Linked DNA regions of Hordeum vulgare: region 1 is linked to region 2. A link is a contact called in public Hi-C data. All regions are on one chromosome and are shown on one strand. The core of a region is the stretch at or near the end of the contact, and the rest is flanking DNA. Distances in the headings are between cores, read along the strand shown. Region 1 holds the start of LOC123443810 (leucine-rich repeat extensin-like protein 4). Region 2 has its middle 160 kb from the start of LOC123443810.

What was found. Hi-C and Micro-C count contacts between places; a contact is called where the count stands out from the background.
Region 1: a Hi-C map of leaf shows a contact between it and region 2, with 2.9 times the contacts expected there. The contact joins the promoter of LOC123443810 here to the enhancer-like site in region 2. A contact is called at or near these places in 1 of 6 Hi-C or Micro-C datasets (leaf) and 1 of 1 datasets of contacts at active chromatin or transcription factors (embryo).

The regions. Positions count from the first base shown.
Region 1 is chr3H:343,072,354-343,075,525 of MorexV3_pseudomolecules_assembly, reverse strand. LOC123443810 (leucine-rich repeat extensin-like protein 4) reads right to left here and starts at 1,905. Exons shown (of 1, transcript XM_045120343.1): 1 at 1-1,905. The coding sequence starts at 1,828. The coding sequence ends at 50.
Region 2 is chr3H:342,911,899-342,914,853 of MorexV3_pseudomolecules_assembly, reverse strand. No RefSeq gene overlaps it. Among protein-coding and RNA genes, the nearest start is that of LOC123443810, 160 kb to the left of the region's middle. Within about 2 kb of position 1,618, at least 3 of the 3 cell types and tissues checked have open chromatin away from gene starts, as enhancers often do. A contact at or near this core is called in leaf, where this site is marked.

The DNA.
Region 1 (3,172 bases), core at 656-3,155, 160 kb before region 2:
CTCGTATATGATCAGAATGTATGAAAAAAAATCCCGAAAAGAATCAACTTCATGGCTGTCCGGCAGCCGGTGGAGGCGGCGACGAGTAGTCGTAGGCCGGCAGCTTCCACGTCGCCGGTGGTGGAGGCGAGAGGTACCGGTCCTCTGGTGACACCTCGTAGTTGGGCGACCCTGGTAGGTCGTAGTGTGGCGGCGTTGTCGGCTCTTCGTAGGCTGGCGGTGGCGGCGACAGGTACCGGTCCTCCGGTGACACCTCGTAGTATGGCGGAGGTGGAGACTCTTGGTAAGCTGGGGGTGGCGGTGACTGGTACCGGTCCTCCGGCGACACCTCGTAGTGGGGTGGAGGTGGAGACTCTTGGTAAGCCGGGGGTGGCGGTGAGTGGTACCGGTCCTCCGGTGACACCTCGTAGTAGGGAGCTGGCACCTCGTAGTGGGGAGGCGTTGTCGGCTCTTGGTACGCTGGAGGTGGCGGCGAGAGGTACCTTTCCTCAGGTGAGACCTCGTAGTACGGAGGTGGGGGTAATGGGGACGGGGGCGGAGGTGAAGGTGGTGGAGGAGACGGGGTTGGTGGAGGAGGCGATGGCGGCGGTGGTGAAGGTGGCGGTGGAGATGGGGATGGGGATGGCGGAGGAGGTGGCGGCGACGGCAACACGAACTTCTTGCACCTGAAGGCGTCGCAGTTGACATGGTTGCTGTTGAAGAATTGACACTGCTCGATTGACCTCTGGTCAGGGCGGTTCGGGATGCAGTTTCGGCGATCGTCCAATGCCTTGACGTGCATGCACACCGGCGGCTCGCCGGTGATGTAGTTGTAGGAGTAGGTGAAGTTGTGGAGATGCGGCAGGTGGCAGATCCCCTCCGGCACGTTGCCGGTGAGGCGGTTGTGACCAAGGTCGAGCTGCTCGATGCTGTGGAGGTTGGCGAGCTCGGCGGGGATGGCTCCCATGAGCTGGTTGTGGCTGACGTCGAGCACGGTGAGGGCGGTGAGCATGCCTAGCTCCGGGGGAACGCAGGACTTGAGGCCGGTGTTGATGAGTATGATCTCATTAAGCGTGTGGGACATGTTGGCGACAGAGGCCGGGAGGCAGCCGCCGAAGTCGTTGTTGGCGAGCACGAGGACGGAGGCCGGCGAGTTGCCGACGTTGTCGGGGATCTGGAAGCGGAAGCGGTTGGAGTTGATGAAGATGGCGTCGAGCGGGCGGTCGAAGAGCTCGCTTGGCACGGGGCCCTCGAACTCGTTGTAGCGGAGGTCGAGGTACCTGAGGCTGGGCAGGCGGAGCACGACGTCGGGGAAGGCGCCGACGAGGCGGTTGTTGCTGAGATCGAGCTCGTGGAGGAGGTGCATGGTGTGGAATGAGGACGGGACGAGGCCGCAGAAGCGGTTGGAGTTGACGTGGAAGACGGAGAGGTCGGCGAGCCTGCCGAGCGCCTCCGGGAGGTGGCCGGCGAGGTCGGCGTGGTTGAGGTCGACGGCGGCGACGACGGTGAGGTAGTGGTCCGCCTGGGACGGCGCGCAGAAGACGCCGTAGTAGTTGCAGACGTCGGGGCCCGACCAGGAGCCCGTGAGGTTGCGCGGGTCGGAGAGGATGGCGCGCTTCCAGGCTTGCAGCGCCACGTAGGCGTCGCGGAGGCGCGGGTTGGCGAAGGCGTAGGACGGGTCCACCAAGACGTCGCTGCCGTCGTCGGCGCCGTGGGTCTCGAGCAGCCGGCGTTGATGGCTGGGCGTGGCTGCGGCGAGGTGCGGGACGAGGAGCAGCGCGAGGAAGAGGAGGAGGGGCTTCATGTTCATGGTGGTCGTCGCCATTGCCGTCTGTCTACGCATAGGCATAGCCCGCGGCGGGCTGTGTCTGTGTGTGTGGATGGGTTGTTCATGGGTTTGAGGGGGGTGGGTTCATATGGGGGAGCAGGGGAGGCGGAATCGCGGCGCAGGAATAGAATAATGGCGCTTGTGATTGGACCGGACGGCTGCGATGGCGGGATGGTTTTGGTTGGTCTTGGTTGCGTGTGCGCGTGATGGACCAACGCTACGCTCCAGCGGATCAACTGGCAGCTGGAAGAGGAGCTGCCTTCCATTACGTCCTCGGGTCGTTTGATGAACGTGCAGAGCATCCATTCCACTCCGACGAGACAACGCCGACGCGCTTAGTGGGAATCCACACCTAGCTAGCAGGCCCTTTGTTTTCTCCCTCCACCGTAATAATCCAACGAACAGTATTTCCAAGCAAATAAACCATCAGACGAATTATTCTGATTTTCGCCGACCGGCTAATCATGATAGTACTAATCATCTATACTACTCCCCCCGTTTCTAAATACTCTCTCCGTCTGGAAATACTTGTCCTAAAAATAGATATAATGGATGTATGTATAACTAAAATAAGTCAAGATACATTCATCTTTAGGACAAGTATTTCCGGACGGAGGGAGTATACGTCTTTTTAGAGATTTTACTAGAGGGCTACATACGGAACAAAATGAATGAATCTATACTCTAAAACATGTCTATATACATCCGTATATAGTTCTTTTAGTGAAACCTCTTAAAAGACTTATATTTAGGAACGGAGGAAGTACTACATATATTGTTCTTTCTTGGCTGTGGTGTGGTACACGGGTGGGGCGTTTTGGCTCTCGGGTGCATCTGCACCCGGGCCGACAGAAAAAATTAAAACAAATACAAAAAAAATTCAAAAAAATCCAATTTTTTGATGTGATAGATAATTAGATGCGCGAGGCCCGCTTCAATTTTGAGTTCATTTGAGGATCTGAGGCGCTCTCAACAAAAGAGACAAAATCTGGGTCTATGAAAAAGGTTCATTGTTTACAATTTTTTTTGATCCAATTTGTCTTTTTTGCTGAGAGATGCTCGAATGTCTAAATGATATGAAATTTAGAGCGGACCTTGCACATCAAATTGTCTACTACTCAAAAAAAAATGGAACTTTTTGAAATTTTTAGCATTTCTTTTTATTTTTTTCGTCAGCGGGAGCATCTGAGCCCGTGCTCAGAAGCGAATTACTCGTGGTACACCTTGCTTTTCAGACTGTTTTGTTCGTTTCTTCTCATCATGACGACATTAAGTAATGGAGTGGTAGTATACCTATAGTCATTGGAGGCGTTTGAGCGAGCCCACCATTTTAGCCTTGAAACACGGGGAGCAGCCTGTATATGT
Region 2 (2,955 bases), core at 369-2,868:
CCTTCATCCCGACCCCTCTACTTGGTGTGTACCTGGTAATAGGTTTACGACCTACTAAACCGTATTCCCTTTCGGGAAGACCTGTGGCAACACAAAAGGTAAGGTGACATATTGACAAGGCTCGATCTACGGTTGACTTAGGAGGTTTAAGATTTCCTGCAAGGGTAAGTATCGCACCATTTTGCTGAATGGCATACCTGAGTGTAACCAACATCACACCCCTACATGCAATCACTGACGAGTCTCGTCCCACGAGATGTCAGCCCCATGGTCTCATATTCACCACGACAAACCTTCCTCCCAGGTTGTCTAGACAAACATAGCATACGAGGCATGAGGTAGCACCCGCTCACCATTTGCATCGCATATATTACACAACATAAATATCCAACACATGCTCTCATGCAAGTATGATTTTGTGCGAGAATCTTTATCAACATAATGAAATCACGCATTCCGATGCACCACAACAAAATTCACACATCTTAGCACCGATTAGGGTTCAAGATGCTTGCCTTTGGAGTTAAGGAGGGTGGTGTGCACCCCAAAATCTTGAAGGAGTTTGGTTCCCTCCAAGTTCCTATTTTGAAAATAATACCACTCAACACACTATTCCAAAACAGCACATAAAAAGTGTTTGAGATTTTTTGAAATAAATCCTAAAATAAACTAGAGGAAATTTTTAGAGAGGTAGTAAAAAGAATCAATTCATTTGGTGTTTTATTTAAAAAGATATGGTCAGTCAAAGCTTTGGTCAAATTCTGTTTTTAGAAGAATTTAGAAAAGAAAATGTTTCAAAAATAATACGGCTTTTGGAAAAAACGCGTACTTACAGAAGTACGTTTTCTTCAGAAGAAAAACGCATCTGCGGGGCTACGCCACTATAGGTACAAGTTGCTTCACCAACAGGTGGGGGCCACCTGCCAGGTTCATCGTCCTCCTCACGCGCGCGCCGGGTCAGGGACAAAGGCGAGTTCCCTTGACGATTGCCGGCGGTAGAGGACGCCTTTTTCGACGCTCAATACATCCATGAGCTAACGGGAAGCTGTCGCGTCATATGGAGGGGGGAGGTGGCGCTGGGCAGCTCGAGGTTGAGCGGCGCTTCATCAATGGCGGAAGAGGCTTTGGCCATGAAAGGGGCTTTGCATACCCTGGCGCACGCGCAAGATTTGGGGAAGGGAATGGTTTTACGGGGCCATGGTGGGGCTATCGGTGAAGAAAGAGGGGGAAGGGAGGCTCTGGTTGCGTCGAATTCGACAGAGGGGCTACTGCCGGTGTCACACCTGAGGAGTGGGGAGATGGCTGCTTCCGCTGAACTGCTCCTCGGGGATGATTACTACGGGTCAAGGGAGCGGAATGGCGTGCACTGCAGCCACGGGGAGTCCTGTTTATAGTCGGTTTAGGTTAGTTCCGTGGCAGCAGAGGATAGGACCGTCGGGCGACCATCGTACTTCTGCAGCAGGGTGACGTGGGGCTCGTCGGCTGGCATACCGTGCTAACGACGAGCGATACTCCTCCAAGGGGGCGAGTTGGCTGGTTTGGGCTGCTTGGGCTGCGCGGTCCACTGCAAAAGTGGGCGCCGGCCACAGCGGCTATGCCGGTGGTGGCAGTGCATGGGTACGGCAGGGTGGAGCAGGGGCGGCAGTAGGGCGCAGTAGGGGTGGTGTTGCGCGACTTGGCTCCACGGGCTTGCGAAAGGGCAAAGGCAGGGGCGCGGCGTTTCGGGTGTGGCGCGTGCAAAACATGCGCTCCCAGAGCACGCACAACACCTGCTCGACAAATTGTGAGGCATCTTCAACTATGTCCAACGCCTCTCAAACTCCACAGAGTTAGGCTAGGGGTTGCTGTAAACCTGCTAGAGAGGCTGGTTAGACTAGGCAAGAAACTTCCGAGTGCAGTATTTGAACCATGCCAGATTTTGCCATGCACTACACGTGCTTGATGAAATGCGAGACGCTTCAAGTGGGTTTTGCTGCCAACCCAAATTCCCAGATCAAAGTCTCTCTGGGTGTTAGTAAAGTTGGCAAGTTTAGTTTCCCGAAAAGTTAAACTGGTCAATGCAATGCTTTGAGAAAAGCAATTCTGGACACCAAGTTAAGGCTATTATGTCATGCATTCAAAATCATCCAATGAGGCTCAACCCATGGGCTTAAGGTTTTGGTAGGGTGAACTACTAGCAGTAAAAATCATAAGATCACTGGAGCAATTAAAACTGAGGTTGGAGTACAAAACATCAAACTGGACCAGAATGAAAAAGAGGAGGGTTTGCTCAAAATTACCAAAACATAAAGGTGGGTTTTTGCGTAAAGATGATTTACATGCATCCCTTGACATCTCCTAATTTTTGTTGAATTTTTGAAAGAGTAAATCCAATGGTTGTAGTTCAAAACACCAAGTGGATCAAAATAGAAAAGAAAATGGTAAGCTCAAATTTTCCAAAACACTTGGTTATGTTCTTGCATAAAATTGATCCACAGACATCAAATGTCGCCTACAAATTTTTGTAGAACTTTTAGAGGAAGTCATCAAATGGTTGCAGTGTAAAAGAGGTCCTTCAAGAAATTAAAAGTCATTTTTTTAATAAGAGAAACTTTGGGAATATAACTATAAAAGGGGTCTGCAATTAATTTGTCAGAAGAAAAGGAGTGTTTTGATGCAAGCACTCAAGTCCCAACATAATTTTCAAAAACATCTACTTGGAGGAGAAATTTTATAGCTCAGGAAAAAGGATTGGTTCTGAAATCAACAGAAAATCGAGAATGTAAAAATTAAACAAACACGGCCAAATTTTAAAATATCTCCATTAAATTAAATAAGGAATTTAAAATGATCACCAGTATCAAATGATCCTCAAATTGCTACTTGAAAAGGAAAGTTTTAGGAAAGGGGTTTTGAAAAGAGTCATGAAGCAATTTATTTTTAAAAAAAATTATTCTAGGCACTATTTTTATTTAT